7 separate regions of the Mus musculus genome follow, and all the other regions are linked to region 1. Evidence: chromatin contacts called from public HiChIP or PLAC-seq data. All regions are on one chromosome and are shown on one strand. The core of a region is the stretch at or near the end of the contact, and the rest is flanking DNA. Distances in the headings are between cores, read along the strand shown.

The links. HiChIP or PLAC-seq counts read pairs in DNA pulled down with a chosen protein or histone mark.
Region 2: an H3K27ac HiChIP or PLAC-seq map of embryonic stem cells shows a contact between it and region 1, with 2.9 times the contacts expected there. The contact joins the enhancer-like site here to the promoter of Jarid2 in region 1. A contact is called at or near these places in 10 of 39 promoter capture datasets (the 3T3-L1 cell line, cranial neural crest, frontonasal cranial neural crest and 5 more), 1 of 484 Hi-C or Micro-C datasets (cortical neurons), 22 of 115 datasets of contacts at active chromatin or transcription factors (T-cell acute lymphoblastic leukemia, astrocytes, bone marrow-derived macrophages and 14 more) and 3 of 9 other capture datasets (adipose tissue, embryonic stem cells and pancreatic islet).
Region 3: an H3K4me3 HiChIP or PLAC-seq map of neural progenitor cells shows a contact between it and region 1, with 8 times the contacts expected there. The contact joins the enhancer-like site here to the promoter of Jarid2 in region 1. A contact is called at or near these places in 4 of 39 promoter capture datasets (the 3T3-L1 cell line, cranial neural crest, hippocampal neurons and 1 more), 4 of 484 Hi-C or Micro-C datasets (B cells, embryonic fibroblasts, nephron progenitors and 1 more), 23 of 115 datasets of contacts at active chromatin or transcription factors (the 230-238 cell line, T-cell acute lymphoblastic leukemia, acute myeloid leukemia and 18 more) and 2 of 9 other capture datasets (adipose tissue and liver).
Region 4: a contact with region 1 is called in an H3K4me3 HiChIP or PLAC-seq map of embryonic limb bud, with 5 times the contacts expected there. The contact joins the enhancer-like site here to the promoter of Jarid2 in region 1. A contact is called at or near these places in 10 of 39 promoter capture datasets (the 3T3-L1 cell line, 3T3-L1-derived adipocytes, cranial neural crest and 6 more), 1 of 484 Hi-C or Micro-C datasets (embryonic stem cells), 17 of 115 datasets of contacts at active chromatin or transcription factors (T-cell acute lymphoblastic leukemia, acute myeloid leukemia, astrocytes and 13 more) and 3 of 9 other capture datasets (adipose tissue, liver and pancreatic islet).
Region 5: an H3K27ac HiChIP or PLAC-seq map of thymic regulatory T cells shows a contact between it and region 1, with 4 times the contacts expected there. The contact joins the enhancer-like site here to the promoter of Jarid2 in region 1. A contact is called at or near these places in 7 of 39 promoter capture datasets (cranial neural crest, hippocampal neurons, liver and 4 more), 5 of 484 Hi-C or Micro-C datasets (Sertoli cells, cumulus cells, embryonic stem cells and 1 more), 26 of 115 datasets of contacts at active chromatin or transcription factors (T-cell acute lymphoblastic leukemia, acute myeloid leukemia, astrocytes and 17 more) and 1 of 9 other capture datasets (adipose tissue).
Region 6: an H3K4me3 HiChIP or PLAC-seq map of bone marrow-derived macrophages shows a contact between it and region 1, with 6 times the contacts expected there. The contact joins the enhancer-like site here to the promoter of Jarid2 in region 1. A contact is called at or near these places in 8 of 39 promoter capture datasets (the 3T3-L1 cell line, cranial neural crest, frontonasal cranial neural crest and 4 more), 2 of 484 Hi-C or Micro-C datasets (cranial neural crest and nephron progenitors), 18 of 115 datasets of contacts at active chromatin or transcription factors (T-cell acute lymphoblastic leukemia, astrocytes, bone marrow-derived macrophages and 13 more) and 1 of 9 other capture datasets (adipose tissue).
Region 7: an H3K4me3 HiChIP or PLAC-seq map of forebrain shows a contact between it and region 1, with 7 times the contacts expected there. The contact joins the enhancer-like site here to the promoter of Jarid2 in region 1. A contact is called at or near these places in 3 of 39 promoter capture datasets (cranial neural crest, second pharyngeal arch cranial neural crest and trophoblast stem cells), 3 of 484 Hi-C or Micro-C datasets (nephron progenitors and uterus), 23 of 115 datasets of contacts at active chromatin or transcription factors (T-cell acute lymphoblastic leukemia, VIP interneurons, acute myeloid leukemia and 15 more) and 1 of 9 other capture datasets (adipose tissue).

What each region holds. Positions count from the first base shown.
Region 1 is chr13:44,729,616-44,733,122 of GRCm38.p6, forward strand. Jarid2 (jumonji, AT rich interactive domain 2) reads left to right here and starts at 1,656. Exons shown (of 18, transcript NM_001205043.1): 1 at 1,656-2,301. The coding sequence starts at 2,257.
Region 2 is chr13:43,935,362-43,939,024 of GRCm38.p6, forward strand. No RefSeq gene overlaps it. Among named protein-coding and RNA genes, the nearest start is that of Gm2233, 12 kb to the right of the region's middle. Within about 2 kb of position 1,405, at least 20 of the 459 cell types and tissues checked have an H3K27ac peak or open chromatin away from gene starts, as enhancers often do. A contact at or near this core is called in embryonic stem cells, neural stem cells and trophoblast stem cells, where this site is marked.
Region 3 is chr13:43,737,990-43,741,950 of GRCm38.p6, forward strand. No RefSeq gene overlaps it. Among named protein-coding and RNA genes, the nearest start is that of Gm20751, 23 kb to the left of the region's middle. Within about 2 kb of position 1,847, at least 27 of the 459 cell types and tissues checked have an H3K27ac peak or open chromatin away from gene starts, as enhancers often do. A contact at or near this core is called in B cells, T-cell acute lymphoblastic leukemia, bone marrow-derived macrophages and 2 more, where this site is marked.
Region 4 is chr13:44,112,359-44,115,949 of GRCm38.p6, forward strand. No RefSeq gene overlaps it. Among named protein-coding and RNA genes, the nearest start is that of Gm5083, 7.0 kb to the right of the region's middle. Within about 2 kb of position 2,248, at least 1 of the 459 cell types and tissues checked has an H3K27ac peak or open chromatin away from gene starts, as enhancers often do. A contact at or near this core is called in embryonic limb bud, where this site is marked.
Region 5 is chr13:44,087,740-44,091,321 of GRCm38.p6, forward strand. No RefSeq gene overlaps it. Among named protein-coding and RNA genes, the nearest start is that of Gm33630, 10 kb to the right of the region's middle. Within about 2 kb of position 1,897, at least 10 of the 459 cell types and tissues checked have an H3K27ac peak or open chromatin away from gene starts, as enhancers often do. A contact at or near this core is called in thymic regulatory T cells, where this site is marked.
Region 6 is chr13:43,974,208-43,978,057 of GRCm38.p6, forward strand. No RefSeq gene overlaps it. Among named protein-coding and RNA genes, the nearest start is that of Gm2233, 27 kb to the left of the region's middle. Within about 2 kb of position 2,449, at least 9 of the 459 cell types and tissues checked have an H3K27ac peak or open chromatin away from gene starts, as enhancers often do.
Region 7 is chr13:44,024,664-44,028,338 of GRCm38.p6, forward strand. The region is part of intron 1 of Gm33489 (a long non-coding RNA gene); the gene reads right to left. Among named protein-coding and RNA genes, the nearest start is that of Gm33489, 19 kb to the right of the region's middle. Within about 2 kb of position 2,413, at least 29 of the 459 cell types and tissues checked have an H3K27ac peak or open chromatin away from gene starts, as enhancers often do. A contact at or near this core is called in embryonic limb bud, forebrain and uterus, where this site is marked.

The sequences.
Region 1 (3,507 bases), core at 406-2,905:
GAAAAGCAGGACCTTGAAGACCATAGGTTAGAACCAGGAAATTAGCGCCGAGGCTGGGAGCCGTGCTAAAGTTCCTGCGAATGCCCCCGAGAGCGACAGCAGGGCCTGCGATCCATTGATCTGAGCGACTGGCGAGCCTGGGCAGGGCAGGGGCTGGGGCAGGTAAGGCTGCGGGGCACAGACCATTGGGCTCTCGGGCACTCAGTGTTCGAGACGCTTCCTTACGGGCTGCCTGTGTTGGGGGGTCGGTCTCCATTTTTCCGTTCACGGTTTCACCTCGGCGTTGGGAGTCTCGGTCGCGGACAGCCCTAGTCCTGAGGGTAAAGACCCCCTTCACCGTCTCCAGGGACGGCGGGGCTTCACCTCGGAGCCACCGGCGACGGCCTAGGGTCGCGTCGGCCCCGGGGACAGGGGCGGGCACGCGGGCCGGCGACCACGAGGCCGCGAGCTTTCGCCGGGAGGCTGCCCCAGCCGCGTCTGCCTCGCGCGTGGGGTCGCGTGCGGCCGCGGGCCGGCTTGGAGCCGTGACCTCGGACCACCCCGGCGGCCGAGCGGCCGCCCGCTTGCTCGGCACACGGGCGCTTGTCCTGAGGTGACACCGCCGGCAACGGCTGAAGCAAGCGGGCGCTGCCGATCAGCGAGTTCGCACCGAGCGAGGATCCCTCTTGGTGCGTGGCCCAGTTTGGCTGAGGACCCGCTCCAACCCCTCGCTGACACCGCCCCCCGCCGCCGCCGCCGCCACGCTCCGAGGCCTTTCCCCCGGGAAGCCTGGCGGCTTGCCCTCGCGGGCCCGCGGGCGCGCTCTCGCGCGCCGATTCCTCGATTCCACAGGCGGTTCGCGCCCGGGGTGGGGGCGGGGCGGGGCGCGCGGGGCCGGGCCGAGCCGGGCCGGGCCGGGAGGGCGGCCCCCGCGGGGAGGGGACTGGGGGGCGGGGCCGGCGTGGGGAGTTCCTCGCTCCCGGACCACACGCTCCGCGGGCCAATCCCGAGCCAGCCTCTAGCAGTGTCGCACGCGGGACACGTCCAAGCGTTTGTTGGCAGGGCCCGGGGAAGGGGGAGGGGGAAGCGATCGGGGAAAAGGGAGTTGAGTGACAGGAGGCGTGGGGCACGCTGGGAATTGTAGTTCTTCGCTTCCGTGGCCATAGCCATTTTGTAGTCAAGGGACTACAACTTCCAGAAGATCAAGGGGACTATTCTAAGGTGCCCCGGGAATAGGCGGCTCTCCCCCGGGCCGGGCGTCCTGGGGCACTGGTACCCAGCTGCCCGGCTGCAGGTAGACGTGAGGGCAGTGGCGAAGGTTTGCATGCGGCGACTGTTGGGTGAGCGGACTGCGGGTGGGGGGGGGGGGGGGGAAGGGGCTGAGGTGGAGCGACCGAGCGTGCCATGCATTGAGCTAGGGAGCCTCTCTCAATTCCACGACTGGGCTCGGCGTGGGAGAGGCGCCTGACGGGCGGCCCGCAGAGGCTTCGTGGAGGCCTTTCCGGGGTCTCGTCGACGGGGCTGCGGGAGTTCTCCGCACCGGGCCGGGGCTTGTGGGCAGAGGTTAGGCAGGCGTGCGGGGGGCTCAGCTGTGGGAGTTTTCGGCTGGCGGGAGGTGGCGAATTAGCCGAGGAGCCCTAACTTGTATAAAAGCAGAGTCCATTTAAAGTTGGGCTGGCTAGCCTCTCTCTCATTGGTTAAGGGGCTTGGAAAAAAGAGACTCGGCGAGCCCTCCGCTGTGGTGCTGCCGCCGCCACCGCCGCCGCTGGAGTTGACTCTTCTGCTCGCACTGCTGCTGCAGCACAAACGTGACTTCCAACATTTTAAATTTATCTTTTCCTTTTTTCTTCTTCAAGATGTAACTACAGATCAGATACTAAGGACCTTCACGTTTCGCTGATGTAGTTTTTGGAAGAAAAAGGGGGGGAGTGAAGGGCGTCGGTTTTTTTTTTTTTCTTCTTTTTTTTTCTTTTCTTTTTTTGTGTCTGTTGTATGTTTCGGGGGAAATTTTCCATTATGAGTGTTTTACTAAAGTGAATTTTTCTTGTTTGCTTCGCTCGTCTTTGGCTCTTTTTATATTTTTTCTTTTATCCTTCTCAATTTCGGATTTATTTCAAGGCGAATCTGGTTTTGGGGGAAGAGGAAGAAAAGTCGGATTACAAGATCAACCACCACCAACAACAATAAAAACCACCAGGATATTTTTTTGCAAATTTCTGACGGCTTTAAATTCATGAAGCAATTGTCCCCTTTTGCAATCAGCATTTGGATCTCAGAATGAGCAAGGAAAGACCCAAGAGGAATATCATTCAGAAGAAATACGTAAGTGCTCTTAACAACACATCCTTTGGCTTGCAGTTTTAAGCGATGGTTGTGAATGTCAAGTTTATAGATAATTCTGCAGCTGAAAGGTTTTAAACAGCGTCCGATAAAGCTCTTTCTTTTCCGAAAGGGCTTTTCAGGCAAAGTCGTGTCTGCCTAGTTTGGTTGAGAAAACAGACTGGTGTAGAGATACCTCAAGTATATAAATTGACCTCGAATGACACAACGTTGATGTAGTTTTGGTGAAAGGCAAGGGGTTTTGGTGGAGGTTGGGGTTCTGTGTGTGGGGGCCCCCGCAGTGATCTAACTGCATTCTCGGGCGGATTTGGTCCCATATTGCACTTTGCATACAAATGAGCCTGTTATTAGTGTTATTTGGAAAATCGTGTAAGGTATGTGTGTTGGAAGCTAAGTTGCAATCCAGAGTACGATTATGGCGATCTTCTAGCACTGGCACATCATTTAATATATGTGGCCCTTTTGGCTTATCTAGCTTGCAACATGACCCAGTTGGGAATCATGTTACTGGGAATGCATTTATTGGTATTGACTTTTATAAAGAGGCTGGTTTTGGTTCTAAAGATTCATGGTTTCTAGTTTGAGGGGAAAAACATAGCTCATGTAAAAGTATATGTGTGCCTGAGTGAATGCATGTTAATACGAATAATTTCTCCCTGAAAACTGGGTTTCTGAGATTGGGTTGTGATGGTTAGGTTTGTTTTGTGCACAGTATAGCAGCGTCTTGCTTGGCATAGGGAGTGTTTTTGTTTTGTGTAGTGGCTTTTTTTTTTTTTTTTTTTTTTTTGTAAGTTTGGGGGGAGGGAGTAGAGAGGGAAACCAGGGGATTAACCAAATATGCACTCGAGTGATCCGGTGGTTAGCTGCGTATGCTTTAGAGCAAAGTACACTTTTTTCCCCCAGAAAAAAAAAAGGCCCTTGAAGATAAATAAAGAACAATGCGACCCTATGAGAAAGTTTTATTTAACTAGGGTCGATGATTTGGTCTTAATATTTTTCCTTTTTGGTTAGAGAGGAGTGTATAATGGGAGATGACCTTCTGGGCAGTGGTTTTGTTAAATGTGTACACACACACACATTTAATGGAAAACCTGAATTTCTCCCGGAGAGCTGATCCTAATCTATACACGTAAACTTAACTTGAAAGAAACGTAAGATTAAATGAAGCTCAACTTACAAAGCCTACTC
Region 2 (3,663 bases), core at 155-2,654, 790 kb before region 1:
CTCTGCTTCAAGGGCCGACTGGATGCAGGAGCTGAGAGCCAGTTCAAACACCACATGGACTTTGGGATAGCGTGTTTTCTTTGAGTGCAAGCCAGCCAAGACTGTGGCCTCACATAATTCTTCTGCTGGTGTGGAATAGCAAGCGCCACTGGAAGATGATTCATGAGGAGACATTTGCCAAGTTTTTGCCTGGGATTGAATGGGGGAAAAAAAAAAAAGGATTCCAGAAGTGCACACGGAAGCCACATAGAGCGAAAGTTCTATCTTTAGTTTGGGAATCTACATTCATTACTTCTCTCACTTGGCTGGCACGTGGCTGAGGCTCTAGCCACCGAGTACTCGTGCTCTGAGATGTTTGACTATGCATCAGGGTCTGGTACATAATTTTAGCTAATACTTGTTTTATGTTCTTTAGTTTATAAAGTGCTTTGCCTACACCTTCTAGCTGCTTATTCATTATGAGTGCACATGCCAACATTAACCGACAGGAAAATGATATCTTTGCAAGGGGCACATGGGCCATGCATACATGAGCCACTGAACTCGGGCCCTCTAGGTGATGTTATAGGGAGTTGCCTTCCCACAGGCGTCCTCTGATACCAACTGGTTATCCTACAAGTCCAGGCTGATGCCAGTGAACTAGAGCCAGCTTCCATCCCACAAGTTCAGCAGTCACATCCCAAATAACACCTTTGTCTGAAATGATGACAGTTTTGGAGGATTCCCCCCAACTCTCAACAATTCAACTAGTCATGAGACTAGTTGACTAGGTGACTCCTGTAACCTGAGAAAGAGCTATTCTTACTGTTCGTTTTTCTATCTATCTATCTATCTGTCTGTCTGTCTGTCTGTCTGTCTATCTATCTATCTATCTATCTATCTATCTATCTATCTATCTATCTATGTGCATGTGTATATGTGCATGTGTCATGGCACACACATGGAGGTCCCAGACACCAAGTCAGTCCCAGTCCTCTCCTTCCTACTATGTCTCTCCTGGGGATCAAACTTGGGTCTTGGGGCAGAATTGCAAGCACTTTCACCCACAGAGCCATCTCTCCTGCCCTCTTGCTGTTATTACTTACTTACAGAGCAGGCAAATGCTAACCCAGATGAAGAATTTCACAAGGTGAGGTCTGGGACTGGCGGCTTGGTGTCCAGCTCTTCACAGACTCCATGAATGTTTTCCAGCACAAGGCTATGTGCCACAGCTGGGAACCTGCCTGAGCCTCCATGTGCTGGGAATTTGTATCGGGGTTTCATTATATAGGCATAATTGATTTAATCACAGGCGATTAGAATTGCATTCAATCTCCAGTCTCTCTCCCCTCTCAGGACATTGAGAGGTGGGGCTGGAATTCCAAAGTTCTAACCCTGTGGGGGGTCTGGGGAGGGGGGGACTGGGATTACCGGATGCTGTCTGAGAGCTCTGTATAATGAGTCATTTCATTAGCATATGCCCAGCTATGATAGAAAGGGGCCCTTGTTATGAACAACAAAAGAATTAGACATGTGTCACTTTGAAAGATCCAAGAGTTTTTGAAGCTCTGTTCTAGGAACTGGGGATAAAGAACAGAAATATTCTTTGTTATATTACAATTCCCTGTAGTAGGTAGACTGTATGCGCAGCCAGTGCCTTTCTCCTTTGTAAATACAACCTGCTCTGTCAAGAGGTGGCTCTCTCCCTCATCTCTTAAATATGACTCTTTTTTTTTTTAATGCCTATGTCCAAATCTGAAAATAGATAGAGGCGGCCAAGTTTTTAGGCTGTTCAAGTTAGGTGTTTATATGCCCAGGAATTACATTAAGCAAGACAGTAAAGACAGAGAAACCATCTTGGATGCTTCAAGTCCTGACAGTGCCCACTGGAGATGGCTGTCCCCTTTCTTGTAGTTGAAGAGTCTCCCGGCTGAGCCAAACACTTCATGGCATCCCAACAAGCAATAAACTGAGCAGAGCAGTTTCTTACATGTTGCAGATAGCTCTCTGAGAATTTTGTATTGGGTGACAAGACCTCACAAAAATAATCTCAGATACATCTCAGGTATGCAGAATTCTATTATATACAGAAGAATGTTAAGGTTAAATTCAGTATTTAAAAAAGGAACCAAAAGGCACATGTCCTGTCTTGAGAACTACAACAATGGACCCGACTCACTTGGACAGTGGTTCATCAGCATTTCTTCTGTATGTCTTCCTGTCACAGGCTCTGAGCCCTCTGCCTTGCTTCTTTTGTGAGTCTAATTCAGAGACTGCCAAATAGGGAAACTCTTTTATAGGGTAGAGAGATGGCTTAGCGGTTATGAGCACAAACTGCTCTTTCTGGTCACCTGTGTATGTTTCCTTTGGTTCCCAACACTCTCATCAAGAAGCTCACAACCATCTGTAACTCTGACATCTCTGGCCCACTGGTCACCAACACACACACACACACACACACACACACACACACACACACTAAAATAATCCCCTTTTAAAAGAAAGAAACTTCCTCCTAAACATTTAGGTAAGGATTTACATATGAAAGCTCATCTTGGTACTAATTATAATCACACTTTCAATGCCTATGTTATTTAGGACAAAATACAGTTTATGTCTAAAGACCCAAATGTGTACTAGTATTTATCAAGAAACTTTTAAGCCAATTTTTTTAAATGAAGATATTTGCACTCTCAAATTCAAGAGGTGAGAAGTTGGCCAACAGGGCAGATCAGCAGATGCCATTTCTTGGGGATCCATGCTGCCTTCTTTAGCGCTCTGCTGGATTCCATGTCTCTGGAAGATGGGAAAGGCCCCCAGAGGAGCTCTTGTGTAATATTTTCCGCCAAGTCTGGAAGCAATCTACAACACTTCCATTTTCCATGGAGAACGCAGCCATGTCGCCACACCTGGAAGTCACTGACTGGGTAGCCCGTGTACCCACGCTCTCACTAACTGGGTAGCCGGTGTGCCTATGATCATTTTATTATTATGGAAGCTACATATGCAGCTTCCAAATCACTAAAGGAAAACAAAGAACAAGGTTTATAGATAATTAAAAAATATGTGTCACGAACATGTGGCAGTCCCCTAAACCACAAAGGCAACTTAGGAAAATTGTCATTGCAAGATACAACCGACCAAGAGCTGAGACATTGTAACAACTGGGTCAGCTGTCAACACGTCTGTTTGGTGCATGCTTTGGCTTAGAAGCCTGTGAAGTTGTCAATCGTACCTTGGAGACCTTCTCTTTTCCTGGTGTCTGTCTTCCATTAGAAATGGAGACTAAGAGTGGAAAGAAAGATCCCAAAGAGATGTGGTATAACTGGCTCACAGCCAGTCACAACTCACCTGCTAGTGACTTTGAAAGGACTCCTTACCATAAGTGTGGGGAGCCATTTCCTCGTGGGGAGCAACTTCCCAGCAGCCCTGCCTCACCCAGGCATCCTCACCAGCTAACTTGCGAGGGAAAGACTCACATTCCTCTTGTTGTTTTGTGTACCTCATGAATTGACACACATCAAATGGACACCTTGGATTCAGCGGCGTACACTTAAACGTTTAAGGAGTGTTTAAGGGTTCCGTTTTCAGCAGACAGCACGCACATCAGTTTTTGAGGAAGCTCCAAGATGCAGCCAGGGCTTTATTTATCAGCACATTTGCATGTGGTGATTGATTCTTGAG
Region 3 (3,961 bases), core at 597-3,096, 990 kb before region 1:
GTTGGTCACATAGTACAAAGCCAAACACTGTAAGCTGTTACACTGAGACAGAAAGCTACACTGTTATCCTGTAGATATTTGATTGTGTAGATTTCCCAGATGAAATCAGGGAAGACATGTATTTCTGTATTATTTCTTGCCATCAGGACACTTGAGATTTAGGGTGGTAAAGTGGCTCATTTATTCTGTTGACAGACAGTGTCCCTGTGTAGCTTAGGCAGTCCTCAGACTCACCTCTGCCTCCCCGCTCTTCTGACCACCAGCATCCCCCTCCACACATGGGCGGAGACAGGGTAGTCCATAGAGTAACATGACAAGGTTGCAGGACCTGGAAGAGGCTTAGAGTTTTACATTTAGTTTGGTGCTCTCTCCTGCATAAAATTATCTCATCTCAAAGACTTCTGTAGACTTTCAGCAAATCTAAATAACAAGCGTGTCATAGCGCAGTTAGAACCAGCGAGGAATACAAAATGCACAGAGGACACTTCGTCCTTCTGTTATCCAGGTCGCAAAAAATAAGCACAAGTCTCAGCCCACAAACTGCACGGCAGTCACGGGATAATGGCATTCCAGCTTTCCACTGGAATTTTTTCTTTAAAAAATTTTGTATGTATGTATGTATGTATGTATGTATGTATTTAGAGTCTGTGTGTGTGTGTGAATGCCCTTGTACGTGCACCAAGTAAGTGCAGAGCCAATGGAGGTCAAGAGAGGGCATCAGATCTCCTAGAACTGGGATCAACAACAACAACAACAACAACAACAACAACAACTGGTTCCGGAAAAGGGAAATTGGGGATTAAAGAAACTCTGCTTAGCAGCTCCATAAACGCTTGCTTCTAAGCATCTACAGGGATTGCAGCAACTGCCTGATGTTCCCAGAGGGCAGCGTTTCTGTCACTCCTTAGCTCTCTGATGAGCTGCTAAAGAAAAGAGCCCCAGACACAGGGTCTTCATCCTGCCGTCCCCAAACACACAGAAACGCAATCGTTCCCCACTGTGTCTAAGGATGCCAGACAAAAGCGAGGGGCTTTGTACAGTGTATATTTCTTTTTTTCTCATTTGAAGATTCTGTCATTTTCTTTTGATATTCAAATTTGAATTTCCGTGCAGTTGATTGTCTCCAGAGTCAGGGATAGAAGACCAGCATGCAGTCGCAGACTCGGGTTGAGAGCACTGAGCAGAACTTCCGTGAGGAACAACTCTGCCGACTTAGAGCACGTCTCACTTCCACTCATCAACAACTTTCCTAAAAGAAAGGTCACTGTGACTATGCCACCACACAGCACACCCTATGTACACTTCATGAGGCCTCTTGTTCTAGGGGAAGAAAAATGGCTTCCCCCAAACAGAGCTGGCTCATACTTTAAAAATAAAAATAAAAAACCCATTTTATTTTGCTATTAGTTGATTCCTTAAGGTAATGGAGCTAAGAAGAGCTGATCTCACCTTCTTCTATTGGTCTTTCTTTCAGGATGCTTTGAGTTATGTTCTTATTCACTTTTATCTGTGCTACAAATATTCTGGAAAGAGAGAGAGAGAGAGAGACAGAGAGACAGAGAGACAGAGACAGAGACAGAGTCACACAGACACACAGAGAGACAGAGAGAGAGACAGAGAGAAAGAGAGAGCATGAAAAGAGAAATTACACAGGTCCCCCAACATACAACTCCCTACAATGTCCCCTCTCTACAATGTACCCCCAAATCTATCTTTCTTTCTCCAGCACAGTTGATCACTGGCTAAAATTGTGAGCCCCTCCCCCAGTCTCAGGACCCAGTACAAAGCAGCTGTTCTTAGGGTTCTGTGGCAAATCTAGAGCTGTGTGGCGCTTTCCTGCCACCTAGCGGTGGTGTAGTGAAACAGAGCCTGCAGATCGAGCCAAACAAAGCAAGCCAAACATACTGAGCAAGCCTGTTCAAAAGCGAGCCCTGTTGGTCTGTGCGGCTTAGATCGGTATTAAATGGTGACTTTCGAACTTGTAGGTTTTCTCTTCTAGAAGCCAAGGTTCCCATTTATGAAAGTGGGTTGTCATCCAGTAGTATTACAACGACAAAGCTCAAATTTGGTCACTCTTAAAAGTTGAGAAGGTGAAGGACAGTGCAGGCCAGACGTCAACATTTTGGAAATGAGCCTTTGTAATGGTAACTAACCACGTGCCGGATGAGGGAACCGAAGACCAAGGCGTTGACAGCTGTTTCAAGTTCAAATCATTAGTGAGCACTGCTGGCATGGTTGGAATGCGGGGGCTCGTTTCTTCCTTCCCTGACAAGAGCAACTTGAGGAAGAGGGGCTTTTTATTTTGGCTCAGAGTCCATCATGGCGGGAAAAGCCATGACAGCCAGAAAGTGAAGCAGCTGGTCACGCTGCATCTGCCATCAGGAGTCGGACAGTGACAGATGCCGATGCTCTGCTCACTCTCTCCTTTTTATCCCGGGACCCTGGTTCACGGAGTGGCACAGCCCATACTTACAATGGGCCTTCCCACCTCAGCTAACCGAATAAAGAGTTTCCCTCACAAATAGGCCCAGAGGTTTGTTAAGAATCAACATTAACTTTCCCTTTTACCAGATGTCAACCTGGAGGAGGGTCCTGCAAAGGGTCAATTATTGTGATAGTTCAAGCAAAGGTTACTGCTGTTAAGACCTAGTTTTTGTGTGTGTGTGTATATATATATACACACACATATATATTCATGCATATGCAAACAAAACAGCTATATGCAAATATATGCAAATAACACACACACATACACACACGTTTTCATGTAACCCTGGCTGGCCTAGAATTCACTCTGTAGGTCAGACTGTCCTGAAACCTAATGAGGATCCCCCCCCTTTCTCAGTCTCTCTAAGTTTAAGTGACCGCACTAGGGTTGAATCTGAAGGATTTGGAGCTAAGTTCCCAGAAACAGGACTGGCTATCCTCTCCTTCAAACACATTCTTTTCTCCAGACAGCACATGCTTGTCAGATAGCAGCTGAACCAGAGGGAAGGGTCTGTGAGAGGGACCGGCAGGGATGCTGATCTACATGGGAAGAGCTATCCAAAGAAGCAGACCAACTGCAGCCTCATTAACAGTGTTCCTCACCCTGGGGGATGGGCAGAAACTATTCTCATGATGTAGACATGTGACCCAAACACAGGGAAATAAAGACCCTCCCTGTTGTCTTTGTTGTAGATCCTATGGGGGAAATCTGTAAATTTGTTCCTAGAGCAATCCTTTCAAATGTGTAAAAGGACATAGAAGTATAAAGGACATGCAAATAAAGTTAGTAAGTTTATATATATATATTATATATATACATACACACAAATACACACACACACATATATGTGTGTGTGTGTATATAATTGTATGTGTATTTAGTTCTGCCTGAAAAACAAAATCCACAGACGCAGAGGTGCAATATTTAGCAATAATTTCCCATGGTTCTAAGTGCTGAAGTCTGATGTCAAGTGCCAGCAGATTCATTTCCTGCTGAGAGCCCTCTTCCTGCCTTCAGAAGGCTGCCTCGTATCTGACCCCATCCTTACTCTTCAAACAGAGGGCAGGTCAGGAGTTTCTTCATCCTTACAGGGGCTGCACCCTCTTGGGGGGAGGTCTTATCTAAATCTTATCTAATCATCTCTCAAAAACACTAGGGTTAGCTTTTCAACAGAGGAATCTTGAGTAGCGGGCAGGCTAGTGATGAGACACATTTCAGCCAATGACAATAACAGCGCACTGAACAACTAGTTCTAGTTTCTGGATGCCCTGTCCATGGACCTTGGCTTAATGAATCCCTGTAGCAGTGACTCTAAGAAAATTCAGTAGTGTATAGTCACTGAACTAAATCATCTCCTAGAACATGCCCAGAGAAGCAACCCTGGCTATACAAGTAAGAGTCCTGAAAGCTGCCCATGCTCTCAGGTTTGTCTTTCTCCAGCATCCTCTGGAGTTTGAACTGGAAGGTCACGTG
Region 4 (3,591 bases), core at 998-3,497, 620 kb before region 1:
ATATAGTATATGTATAGGTAGCCTGTGACCAAGTGGCATGATGCTACCGAAATTTCATATTCCAAGTGAGTTTTTAATTGTGGTTCTCTGCATTGATGGAAATCGCACTGTTCGGTTGTCTCCATCCTTTATAGGTGAGCACAGACTCAGCTCACTGACAGCATTCCCCACTGGCTGTGTAGAGCCTGCTGTATCTGGTATTCTCTCCATTTTACTCACTGGGTTCATTGTGTTTTGTTCTCTGTCTTCATTGATAAGCCTTGCCAGAGATTTAGCTGCTCTCGTGGTCTTCCCGAAGAACCTTCTCTAGCCTGGATTGCCCCTCCTCAATGGCTCGTGTTTTCCAGTTCGTTTCTTCCATCTCAGCTTCTGGATCCTCATCCCTCTCTGGCTTCTCAGCTTCTTCTTGTCATCCTTTTTCCAGTGTTTGCAGGCAGACACTCAGAACGTTCGCTTTTAGCCTTTCTTCATTCATGATGGGAAGAATGGAAGGATAAGGAGTGCACAGAAACAAAGGGGCATGTGAGATTCCCCTTAGTGAGGAACTCTAAAACTTTCAGAAAAGCTTTCTGAAACAAGTTCCTTACACAGGATGGAGAATCAAGGCCATCTGTGGGCTTCTCTACAGCCACGCTGGAGGTGAGATGGTTAAAGCAATGCCTCAGAAGAACAGAGACGAACTACTCAACTGCAAATTCTGTTCCCACAGAAAGATCAATCAAATGTGAAGGTTAAACGGAGACATCTTGAAATACGCAAGGCCTAGAATGTCATATTCACCGCCTCCATGGGCTCTTCTACCACACAGTGCTCTTCCTTCCTCAGTAAACCCATGGTGTCCAGGAATAGAGAGTCTCTGGCAGAGAATAGTGAAAGCAGTCTCCGAGATGCTGAAGCAGACACCTGTGTTAGGATGCAGATAGCTGGGGAATCTGATAGGAATGTTATTGTAGGGACATAGAAGATGGGACAAATAGAGAAACAAAGCTATTGCTTTTGTTTGTTCCGTAATTCCCAGAAAAACAAAGAGTTGTGAAAGAAAGAAAATCAAACCATAGACCAGGTGCTACTGCTGCTGTGAACAAAGCTTTTACAGTTGTAATACAAACATCTAATCATAATATAATCAGGTATTTTCATATAGCTCCGTGAGGAGAACGTGGGAAAGAGGAGTGTCTATAGTTATATATAGAAGAAGTGGATAGCTATGACGTTTTCTGTGCAAGAGTTCTTATGTATATTTAAAAATACACATAAGAAAGTTGACCGTTACTATCAAACAACAAAAACAAAAACAAAAACAAAACAGTAAGTAATAAGAATGTTCCTTGGAAAGTAGAAGTAAATGCAGGAATTGATACTAAAATGATTTAAATTGCCTCAGAATTATGGAATTCAGGCATAGAAAGGGCAGGAAAAGGGGATTTTTTTCATAGATTTTTTTCATACATTTTGTAATGCTATTTGATAGAGTGAATTCTATGTGTGTGTGTATATATATGTATATATATTATTATTCTGTATATACACATACATTGTATATATTATATATAATATTATGTAATATATAATTATATAATTATAATATACTATATAATTAATTATATAATTATAATATTATATGATATATTATGTATTATATGTATTATTCTGATTATACCATAATCTATCTATCTAGATACATTTGAATAGTCTTTTGTTTCTTTTTAACATTTTTCCTTTGTCTTTTTTAATTAAACTGCCATCTCAATCCCTCCTCCTTCCCTTTCTTTCCTCCAATCCTTCCTCTGAAATTCAGTCTCTTTTTCTTTAAATATATATGTATATAATATATATTATATATACATGTATATTTATATAGTCATGTAGATATGTGCTTCAAAATATAAGTGCAACCTGATGAATCTGTTTGTGTGTGTGTTGCCTTCAGTTTTTTGTCTACAGTTGGGGCCCTGTGAGACTTGCTCCCCTTAAACGTTAGCATGTCTATTGGTTTTGTCATTATTCAGATCTTATTTAGGCCCCAGTACTGTTGAGGTACCATGGTTGTAGCTCCCCTATCATTTCTACAAGCAGAATCATCTCACAGCAGACTTCCAGATCCTCTGGCTCCTACCATCTTTCTTCCTGTCTTCCATGATGTTTCCTGAGCCTTTGGTACCAGAGTTGCATTGTAGACCTATCCACTGGGGCTGTGCACCTCATTAACAGGTTTTTTTTTTTTTTTTATTGAACAGCTGTGTTTTTCTGTAATGGTCTCCATCTGTTGCAAAGAGAAGCTTCTTTGAAGAGGGGTGAGAGCTACATTTACCTGTGTGTAAGACGATAAATATCCAGAATGAAGTTAAGAATTGTGAGTGTTTACTAAAGTGGTAATTATAAACCTCCTACAAGGTTTATAGCCTCACTAGCCCCAGTAGTTAGCTAGGTTTCCAGGACCAGTCATGATTTCTGCTGAGCAAGCCTAAAATCCAATTAGACAGCTATTCCTTACCACCAGGATATGAGAGGGCTGTGTGTTCTCTGTAAAACAATCAGTAGGATGTTCAAGATGGTGGCAGCCATCACAAGATCCCATGCATCTGCAGACTGCAACCCCCAGAATGCCCCCGGGTGTGTGCTCAGATGAAAACTTTGGATTGGAGTGTAGACCAGTGTTGTCCATTTGTTCAGTAGAAGTGAATATGGCGTTCTGTCTATCAGGGACGGCACTCCATGGATCTGAGGCCTGTGCATACATTCCCCTCCCACTTTCATGTTCACAAAGATGGGCAGTGACTGTGCACGAAACTGCTGATGTGAACTGACCAGCCAATTTCCAGACAACATAGATGGAAGTTGCTCCAATGAACCATTTCTAAACAGGTCCACCTCTCCCGTATCCTTTACTTTTCTGTTACCTCTGGTGGGTGATGGGCTAAAAGGGTGGTTAGAGCATTAAAGAACCATTGTTAAAAATAGGTTTTAAAAAAAATCAAAGTTATACCTTCTAATTGAGTCTTCCCTGGTTTGCCCTTTTCTCGAACATCCTCAGGATCGGGTTTGTCCTTTGGTTTATAGGAATTAAGTGCACATCTTGTTCATGTTTGCTAGGGCACAACCTCTAAAGACAGTGTGGTGCCCCCTAAAGCATGAGGGACACAGCTCCTTTTTCAGAGTCCCTTCATGGTGCAATGCTTTCCAAGTGCCTCTTTCACCCTGACCGTGAGCACACTCATCACCAGTATGCATGCACTGTTACACCTGCTGCAGGGGAACCTGGATGGGAAATGTTTGGAAGCTGCTAGTTTGGGGAAACAAACAGCAGACAGACCTTTTTCATAATTTGTAATATCTAATACTTTGTCAGATGTGCTTGTCTGTGAACTCTATCAGCTAGATACATCGTAAGGTACTGCACTTGTCAAATAAGGCATCGCTATCCCTAAGAAAACAGCCTTGACAAATGGCTGAAAGGAAACAGCACAAAGCCCGGTGATCTGAAAGGAACACAGTGAGGGAAAAGCCAAAGGGGGTGGGGGGAGTGAGGAGGACATTGATGTTCTCGGCCCAGGCAGAGCTGTTTTCTTCTTCTTCTTAAATAAAAGACAA
Region 5 (3,582 bases), core at 647-3,146, 640 kb before region 1:
AAAAGGATCGCCCAGGTACATCAAAAGCAGGAATTTCTCTGTAGGTGGCTGCTATTTTTCAGATTTTAAAATCTGTTTTTTTTATCCTTCCTGATCTATTTCTATCTATTGCTTTGTAGCAAGTTCTTTCAGTTATTAAGAATTGGGTGGTGAGCAGCGCTCAGACACCTTTTCCCAGCACTAAGGGCACAGCTGAGGTCTCCTGCAGGGCTGAGCTCGCTGAGCTGGGGTAAGAAGATGGACTACAGTTCTTCACCATTTTCCTCCTCGAGGTTACCCATCATCACCTCTTAACCTACAAAGCCTTTGCTTGTTCTGAGAGAGGTTTTATTGGAGGGCAATCCCTGGTCCGCAAGTGTTTACCATGCCTTAGTTCTGTCACACTTACTGCTGTGCCAAATCAAGTCTTGCGGCCAAGTTCAGCTGCAAAGGGACCACACAAACACATCTCACATTCTGTGGCACCTCTTGTCCTTGCTAAACACATCTCTGTCTCACGTTCAGATTGAACTTCCTTACCTTGACTTGTTAAACAACAGGAGTAGCCGGATGCCCAGTGCCCCAGCATGGTACAAACTAGAATCCTTGCTTCAAGAAGTGTATATTTGATGCTGTACTAAAAGAGCAAGAAATCACAAGCTTCAAATGGTCTGTGCATCTCACGTAAATAGGAGCTGCTCTGGTGTCTGAAGCAAACACAGATTGATTCGTGGTCTCTGTAGAGAAGTCAGTTATTGATTGATGCCAAATCTATGTGGAGGATGCCACCAGTTTTCAGCAAATAAGGTGCCCTGAGGATAAAACCTAGTTCCAGTCCTCATGCATGGCTGGCTATTTGTCGTGACTATCAGAAACTATACAGCCACTTTCTCTTAACTCACCTAAATGATCATCCAAAAAAATGTCACCAATAAGTGATAGTAGCATCAATTAAAATAGTGTCTCTTATAATGAGGATGTCATACAGCCCACACCAGTGACAAACTCTGCATGTAGCTGAAGATCACTTTGAGCTCTTGATCCTCCTTCTTCTCTCTCTGACCTCGGGGGTTACAGGCATGTACCAGCACCAAAGTGGTACATGTGGTTTATGTGGTACTGGGCATCAAAGTCATGATCTCAGGCATGCAAGACAAGCGCTCTACCAACTGCACTACACCCCCAGCCTCTAATGAGCATCTCTTAAGCAGCAACAGCAATCTAGAAGTCAGGCAGATTTGCAGGCTCTGCCTATGCTCATTGATTAAGAATCTCAGGGTGTGCTTTAGCAGGCAATGCTGAGGTGCTGTGCGTACTTCTGAGAACCAGTACATAGGTCTGTGGTTTTCACAGAGGTGACTCAGATGAAGCAGGAACATGTTGAGCATACCTTATCTAAAATGCATGGGCCGGAAGCCTTTCAGATTTGAAATTTTTGTAAGATTTTGGAATATTTACAGATTCATAATGAGGTATCCTGGGGACGAGACTTCATTTATGTTTCATGTATACCTTATACCCATAGCCTAAAGGTAATTGCATTAGACATTTTCAGTACACCTTTATTTGCAATGCCACATGTCATATGAGACCAGTTGTGGGATTTTTTTTCCCACTCACAGTGCCGGTGTCAGCATTGAGAGTGGTTTGGCTATGGGAGGATAGTATATTTTTAATTTTGAGATGGGGAACGTTCAGTCTGTGGCTCACAGGCCTGTCTTCTGATAAATTTTACAGCATCCACCCTAGCAAGCAGGGAGAAGCCAAAGGGGATGGTTTTGTAAACATGTTCCAGAGGGAAGAAAATTCCCCAGCTAATGGCTGTAATTTAGACTTGGTGTGTTGTGTGCACTCATCGAGATGCGCTGATTCTCTTCTATAGAAATCATCTCGTTTCTGAGCTCTCGGTTTCAAATAACCACAAGCAAAGCACGGTAGTGAAGGATTTACTTCTGCATGCTTCCAGGCAGAGACAGCAGATGAGATACAGGAAACTTGAATCAGAGAGACAGTGATCACACATATTTGAAGAAACTTTCATCTCCAACTCTGGGTTAGAATAATAAAAAACTTCTTCATTTTGGAATGCCAGGTCATCTGGTAAAAGGCCTGACTGATGCCATTTTTATTTTATTGACCAAATTGATAAACTGGTTTCTATATCTCATAGGTGTAAATATATTCCAGTGAAATCTTTAGGGTTAACAGTGGTGGTGTGGGTATTCGATCACTAAAGGGTTCTTGTCCTGTGGATTTTGTTTTTGTTTTTGTTTTTTATAACTAAATAGATGTAATTTAGAAGTAGAGATTACATCTTATGTGGTCATCTCTCTGATTCAATGATAGCATATATTCAAACTTATACCAATGAAATAATAATTGTGTAAAAAAATTCTATGTTCATCTCCTCATAATTTATTATATGAAAAACTACAGACAATCCAAGTATTCAATAATGCCGGGTTATTTTTAAAGACTGTATTCACATATAGCTGAATAATCTAAGAATTTTGAAACTGTAGCTCATCAGAATCATAGAAGAAATGTATTTGCTTACCATACAAATCATTAGAAGAAAGTTTCAAAACACTAGGTCCACTGACTTTCATGCAGGAGGACAGCTATTAAAACGGAAGCTAACAAATATCAATAAAGCTGTGAAAAATAGAATTTTTATGCACTGCTGAAAATGTAGAATACTGCAGCTTCTATGGAAAACAGAATGGCATTTGCTCAAAATAGAATCATGGATTTGCCGTAGAGTATCGCAAAGAATGTGATCCTAGAGTTCAGCTCCTAGCTACATCCACAAGGAACCAGAAGCAGGGGCACAAACAGATGTTCTTACACCATCGTCCAGGGTAGCAATCATCTTGGTAGCCCTAAAGTAGACAACCTTAATGTCTACTGACTGACAAACAGATAAACAAAACGTGGGCCATGGACACAATGGGATACTACTCAGACCAAAAGATGAGCATTATTGTGGTCCATATTATAATAACATAGCTGAATCTGGAAAACATCATGCTACAGCGAAGACAGAAGGGCGAATTACGATGACTGATTCATGGAGGTGAGAAGCAGCAATTACTAAGGTTTGGTGGAGAGGAGAAGGGACAGGTAACATTTAATGAGTGCTGCTAGCATCTGAGTTGATAAAAAACATCCTGGAAATACACAGTGGTAGTGAGTCTATGGCCTTGTGAATGAATGTACTTAAGGCCACTACATTATATACTTAAAATGCCTAAAGAGGCAAATTTTGTTTGGCATTCTGTATAATACCATTTGTGTATATTTAACAAACAATAAAGAGAAAAAACTTAAATCTATAATATGGTAATATATTTCTTATACGATATTCCTTTGTAGGCAATACCATTGGCTTAATACATTAAGTCTTTCACATCTGTGGTGGATTAAAACTGTTGATTGGCAAATTCTAATAAAAGTTCTGAAAAACAGCATGTAAAGGTTATTTTTTTTCTGTTTTCATCTCCCACAATAATATAGTAGAATGATTATGAATAAAGCATTTACATCACATTGGGTATTATGAGTAACTAAAGCTGACTTGAAGTCTCCAGGTGGATGAGGGTA
Region 6 (3,850 bases), core at 1,199-3,698, 750 kb before region 1:
AGAGAATTCCTTAGACTAATTAGCTCTTCCCTTAGAGCTTATTTTGAAATTAGAAAGGGCACAAGGGCAGTTGAGGCTGCTCTTGGAGATGGGACATCACTGGGAGGGCAAGGACAAACAGAATGGGATGGTAGAGGGAGCGGGGTGGGGAGGGAGAAGAGGTTGAAGACCAGCCATACCTATAATATGAATTGAGGGCCGGCGTGAGAGTTGAAATGAGATCTGAGGCTGTTTTGCTCCTGACTTTATGCAGTGCTAATGACCCAGCCCCGAGAGACTATGTACACCACAGGCTTTGAATCGACGAAGACTTGGTGTATACATTTTGTTCTATCCAGGGCCTACTAGAGAACCCAGCATGTGTCAAGCATGTGAATGCTTATTCACTTCTCAGTAAACAAATCCATGTTTCTGTACACGTGTGCACATGTGTTCGCCTCCCTTCCCCCCCCCCCCCGAGGAAAAGGATTTCCTATGTTTTAGGATCATGCATCCCATGGTGGTATGCATGACGTTCTCTTCTCATCCGGTATGCGTGCAGCTGGCCATTCTGACCTGAGAAGTCAGCCTTCTATGAGTTCGAATCCTCTCCGGGAGAAATTGAGATAAATATTTAACCATGCATCTTTGTGTTCTGTGGAGCTGTACTTGATCCTTGATGGTGGCTAGTTTAAAAATTAGAGTAGAGTTAAACTGCCCATCTTGCTGTAACACAGGAGGTTAAAATACCAAAACAAACAATAACAACAACAAAAACCCAACAAAACAATGAAAATTGCCCCATTAACATAGAAGGTTAAAGTACAAACAAAAACAAACAAAAAACCCAAACAACAAAACAAAACAAAAAACCCCAAACAAAACAACAACAACACCCTTCTTCAACTATAACACAAAAGCAAAATTGCAGGAACATTCTGAGGTACTGAGAAAGGGTCTTTCAAGAACCTTGAGAAACTCTAACTCCCTGACAGACTTGTGAAGTTTGGAGGACTTTGGGCCCACAGAGTTCTGCCAGAGAGTTCTTAAAACAAAAAGCTAAAACCCAAACCCATCCCCCACCATCCACCCCAACATACAACTTGCCACTTAAAAAAAAAAAAACAAAAAACAAAACAACAACAACAAAACAGCCCATGGCCAGCTTCCCAATGCACGGAGTTTCCATTCACAGGAACGGAAAACTGAGGAAGGAAAGTCAGCCACGGGGAGGCTCTGTGTTAGGCAAACGTACCAAATCAGAGGACGTAGGAGCTGCCTGCAATGTAACCAGCCAAGTTAAACATGACTTGATTAGAGCCGATCTTCGGGGATCAAGTTAGTAGTAATTGTGCGTTGTTTAGCTTGGCCAATTAAAGGCCAACCTCTCCTCTAAATTGGCTGTTTTCACAGCAGTTACGTCTTCGCATCCATAAATGTCTTTTTTCCAGCTCGCCGTTTTTTAATTTAGATATTTGATTATTTTGCGGATGTATGTGCACACAGACCCAGGCCTAAATACTTGCACATAATACAAAATTAATGTGTGTTTGTGTTGGGTGAAATAATTAGCTTCTTATTACCGTGGGGAGGCTCTAACATGGCCAATAATTCTTCAAGTTCTAGAGAGGATGTCTAAGCGAAGCTGAGTCCTAGAAACTGACTGTTACCCATGTGGTAAGAAAAAAGTGACCTGAACAAAGAGGGCTCTGTCTGCTGTGTAGTGAAACCAAGGAGGCAGATTAAGTCTTCTATCTACCAACTACGGAGGCATCCTCAACGTCACCACGAGTCGAGTCACTTTTCACCAGGTGCTTGCTCACTCTATGTGACTGCCTAGATTTGTGACTGGTGAGTCTGGCCAATAGGCTGGATATTATCCTGGAGAGAATAACTAGCTGCTCCCAAGGAGAAAGCAAGAAACCCAGGTTGTAGGCAGTGAACACAGGCAGACTAGTGAAAGCCAGAGCCGCTACTCAGCTTTCTGTATTGGTCTCAAAGTGGTGATACCGTGTTAGGATTTGGGACACACAACAGTGGAGAAAAGAGCAGAGGCTGACACAGCACTCTGAAGGGAATCTGATGAGCTTAGGAAAAGAAAAGAAAAGAAAAGAAAAGAGAAGGGAAGGGAAGGGAAAGGAGGGGAGGGGAGGGGAGGGGAGGGGAGGGGAGGGGAGGGGAGGGGAGGGGAGGGGAGGGGAGGGGAGGGGAGGGGAGGGGAGGGGAGGGGAGGGGAGGAAGGGAAGGGAAGGGAAGGGAAGGGAAGGGAAGGGAAGGGAAGGGAAGGTTTTCTGGGAGACTCGAAACAGGGACTTAGGCAGCTTTGGTTAAGCATGGACTCCTCAGTCCTCACCAAAAGGTTAGGAAAAGCAGGATAAAAGCCTGGCCCTTCTGTCCCCGTTCTGTCTCTGTCCTTGGGCAGAGGACACAGGCATGCTTCATTGTCCTTCACAATGTCCTTTCTTTGTGAATTATCTCAAACACCAGAGAGAACAGGAGCCTCACAGGACCGGCCCCTCCCCTTAGTTGATGAGGATTCTCGATTCTCGGTGAAGGCAAGACAATGCAGGCAGTTTCACAACTTATGGGATTGCCTCGTAGAGTAAACAAGGCCTGAGACCCTGATGGCTCAAAGATGGGCTGGACCCCACTTCGGTGAGGACTGCTTAGTTGTGATACCTCCTGTTCTTTCCTTAGACCTAAACCTCACACCAGTCACCCAAGGCTGACTTAGAGAACTGCCTTTTGTCACTGGACCGACCCCTTTACTTGCTTCAACAGACATACTGAATACATCTTTCTCTGTTTTTGCAATTATCCAGTCTCGTTGATTGGTACATTGGGATGAATGGCTGAGCCTGGCTCCTTGGTGTGGCCAAAGCCTGAGGTTTTAGCCTAAAAACTGTACTGACAAACCCATAAAAGGATAAATAAAAGGACAAAAGAATGGCTAAAACGACAGAATGCTCCACAACTGAAGGAAATGACTGAGTCTGTTTTGTTTTGTTTTTTTGTTTTTAAAAGGCAGCATCAGGCATTCAGAACTCAAGGAGATGGAATCCTTAGCATGGCACCTGATTTCTCCCATAGAGGGATAAGATTTTGAAGGGTGGTGATGAGAACGGAGGGTAAAGAAGGGGGGTCAAGCCTCCTCAGTGGGGACATATACAGCATTACTGGGGTAAACAGGAGGGAGGGAGGGAGGCATTCTATCTGCTTCCAGGCAGAGCCTACTGCTCTTCCATTCCACCCAGCCTTTCTTTGGGCATGGGAGAAAGCATTCTCCAAATAAGAAGCTATTTTTATTGGCCACGATGTGGCATGTCATTAGCCAATACAGTCCTGGTTGTTGACTGGAACATTTCACACTCACAAATAGGTTTGTGTTAATTTGGTTTCTCATAGTTTGGGCTCATTTTCTGTTCTTTCCATGTCTGGGTTGGCCTTTCTTCTTAGACTTGGGGAAAGAACAAAAGTGCCATCAGGCCTGTCTGCTTGGATTCTAAACAGAGTTCATGTAGATAGAGATCCAGCCCAGCCCCCATATACACATTGTGTTTGGGAGAATGAAGACCAACTGAAAGTGAGCTTTGCAGGTAATTTCTCTATGGATATATTTGTGGATCTAGTGGGAAGGTAAAGCTGTTTCAAGACAGAATTGGTACATTCTAAAAGCTTTCTGGCATAACACCATCATGATTCCCAAATTATCCCTGATGATCCTTTGACTTCTGCCCCGTCTACTGTCTCCAACAAACATACATTATACAATCTAGTTTTTCACACTATAACCTTCCGCACACTGTAGTCTCCCACCCCCAAAAGATTTTCTGTTTATTAATCAAGCTAGACTGTTAGCCCAAAAAAAGAA
Region 7 (3,675 bases), core at 1,163-3,662, 700 kb before region 1:
TAGGGAGTTATTTTGAGACCTGTCAACAGCAGTAAGAAAGACGACCCAGGAAGGGATTGCTGCAAAGGGTTCCTGCAGCAAGGGGGGGACGGGATGACTCTCAGCTGGGAACATGAGGGGAAATAAAAGGATATTTATTTCCAGATAAGGAGCCTGGGAGGCAGAATGATTAGAAAATGCTGACACATTAAAGGAGCTAACCTGACCCAACAAGACTCCTGCTGGAAACAGGCCTAGAAGATCAGCTCCCACCCAGGGGGTGCAGGATGGGAGGAAACCAAGTATGTGGGGGGGGGTGCGGGGAGGGGGTTGTAAATTAAGAAGCCTGCTAGGCTGGGGAGATGCTTAGTGGGTAAGAGAGCTGGCTGTACATGCACGAAGACCTGAGCTTGAAGCACTGGCACCCATGTACCAAGCTGGGCATGATCTCCAAGTCTGTAATCTCAGGGATCAGGGTTTGGACAGAGGTAGGCAGATATTGGATGCATGCGGCCAGTCAGTCTAGCCAAAGCAGAGATATTTCAGGTTAGTGAAAGAAAGACAGTAGATATCAGAGATGAGAGAGAGAGAGAGAGCGAGAGAGAGAATCTTGCTAAAATTGCCAGTCCCTACAAGGACCGTGTAGATCAAGATTAATGAGTGTGTAGGAGGCAGAGTAAGGAGTGTGGTTATGGTCATGGTCTCTGACATATAGTCTCATTCCTCTGCTGTTGCTGTACCTGACAGCCACAGACCAGTTCATTTATAAAGCATAGAAGGTTATTTGGCTCATCATTCAGGAGGCTGAGAAGTCCAAGAGAAGCATAAATCTGGTGTCTGGTGTAGTTACCTTTTCCATCCTAACAAGATAGTGAGTCACGGGACAAGATTTGGATCTCTTCTTTTCAAGTCATTATTGCCCCCAATGGGACCCCACCCCACATGGCCTCATCTGATGCTAAGTACTTCCCAGAGTGTGGTATCAGGACCTCTGAAACCCATGACATCACATATAGGTGACAGTGAGGCTCGTATACCTGTTGCCAAGGCAACAGCCACCATATTCCCAGAATCCACTTGGCTCACCTCCCCCACCTTTACCTGTGTCTACATCACTACCCACATATAAAGGAAGGTCCCTCTGATCTCTCTCTCTCTTTCTCTTTCTCTCTCTTTCTTTCTCTTTTTCTCTCTTCCCCCACTTCTCTTTCTGCCACCACCTTGCCCTTTTCTCTCTCAATAAACCTCACGTGGAACTGTTTGGTTTGGTATGGTCTTTCTGGAGCCGCAGGACAATCACAACACAAAGACTCGCAAGTTCAAACTCCATTAAAGCTGTGAGTTTGGGCAGTAAGTGCCCTTCGGATGAAATATGGGGAAGGGGGACACTTAAATCACCCCCCTTTTCTGTCAGCATCTCTCTCTCTCTCTCTCTCTCTCTCTCTCTCTCTCACACACACACACACACACACACACACACCTTGAGCTAAAATATCACAGTTGGATCGCAAACAGAAGATCTTAGCCGTTTAGAGGGAAGTCCTTAGAGACCACACACCCTCTGACTTGTTTTACTAATTAAAAAAAAAAAAAAAGTGTTGGCAGGAGCAGTTGAAGACTCCTAGACAAGGAAACTGCCTCAGTCTTAGCATGTCAGAAGAGATGAGGCAAATCCTAGGGTCTGTCCCAGGAGAAAGCAAGGGCTACGGGTTTGTATTCCTGTGAGCTAGGCTGGGAGCCTGTGTAGGAAGAAGAAACATAACATTTGCTCCTCACTCCTCACGCTCGTCAGAGGTGGGCAATTCCTGAGCACTTGAGAATGGGCGGAACATCGACATGGTGGACATATCCTGCTTGGGGGAGGGGGCAGAAGTTATCTAAATTGACATGCTTTCCTGCGATTGCTTGTGGAAAACAATCACTTTTTGATGAGCCAGCAGCCTTATGAGAAGAAATTTATAGAGACCATTCCGGAGGGGAGGAGAGACACCCCCCTCCCAACCCAGCAGCATGGAACTGCGCAAGGAAATATTGCTTTCGAAACAACAACAACAAAACAATAAACTTTCTCCTGTGCTTTATATGTTGAAAGGGTTTGACTGTAAATCTTGGCTCTGACAGCTATCCTGGATCCGTCTGAGAGGCAGCCCACAGATTCAACAGGGCGAGAGAAAAACACTAAATCATAATCGCCTCATAAAAGCCAAGCCTGTTTTTCTGAGCGCTTGAGAACTGGTATAGCCTTTCAAAATATCATAAATCTATTGTGCTCGCTCCTATTTTACTTAACGGCCAATTAATGTTAGTGTTTAAGAGAATTAAAGCCAGGGCTGAGAACGGGGTGAGAGCAGGAGGAAAATGTCTTTAAACACGGGCTAGTGTGTAGACTGAACCGCACACCAAGCCCTCATTACAGATAGGCTCATTAAAATACTCTGCAGAGCCTGCCACCGCTGCTGCCGCGCACACCCGTCGGTGTGATCTTGCCCTCATTAGCATCCTGAAAAGGGAAAACATTTTGCAGCACAGTCTTCAGTCGGTTTTGATGTCCAACAGGATGACATCGGAATCGGATATGCTGGCTGAGGGTCTCTTTCCTTTCCTGGAGGTTCCCCCATGAGTGGAGGAATCGAGTCCCTGAAATGGTCAACAATACCATCTCATGGGGCAGTAACTTAGACATTAAATAAGGCTGACAGCCTGGCCAACACCACCAACACCATCACTAGACGCCAACACAGTCATGACCTTTGTCACACATTCTCCAGTGAAGACAATGCAAGCCCCTACTTGTCATTAGGGGTTCACCTGTCACCTGTCATTCTTACACCAGGGTTTTTTAGTACTGGTCTAAGTTCCAAGCAAAGGTTGAGGCAGTAGGTATGGGGACTTCTGGCTGAGGGACTGCTGGGTGGTGGGACTGCTGGGCAGAGCATAAATGTGAATACAAAATGATGCCGTTGGGTGCTGCCAAGTCCCAACTCAATGTTCTGCGTGGTGGTAACCGAAGACTTTATGTTAAACACCTGGACTCTGGCAGCCCTGAGAGGATAGGCTTAGCCACCTGTTCCAGGCTGCTGATTACAGAAATGAGCATGGCTGGGGGAACTGCTCAGCTGATAACTCCGGGTGTTCCATTGCTACTACCAAGTAAACTGAGTGCTTTTACCGGCACTAGGGAGGTGCAAGCATAACACCTATCCTCTAGGCTTGACCAATGTTTGTATGAGTCCTGTGTCACAAACAGGTTTCGGGGTCAGCTCTATTATTGTTAAAATTCGAGAGAACTCAGAATAAAAGGTTACAGAAGCAAATGCAGAACCAAAGAGGCACAAAATGGAGTGAGTTTGGCCAGTGACAAGTGCCTTCCTTTATGACTTCAGACGTGCCCACTCTTTGGGTCTTCATTCTTGGCACTAGAAAACGAAGATTACATGGGCCATCAGTCCATTCTAAAATTGCGCAGAATGATACTTTTATGGTATAGAAACTCCTCTGTAGTGAGATGATGCCCGTTTGTTATACCAGCAAGGGTGCCTGGGTAAGTGCAGTCTATTAGGACAACTCTGTAGTCATTAGAATAGACGACAACCAAGACGAATCAAGCAATAAGCCAGTGTGGCCACATCAGGATGAGATTACAAAACAGGAGCCATGGTTCATGAGGCTTGTCAGTGTAACCCTGAGCAAAGGCTT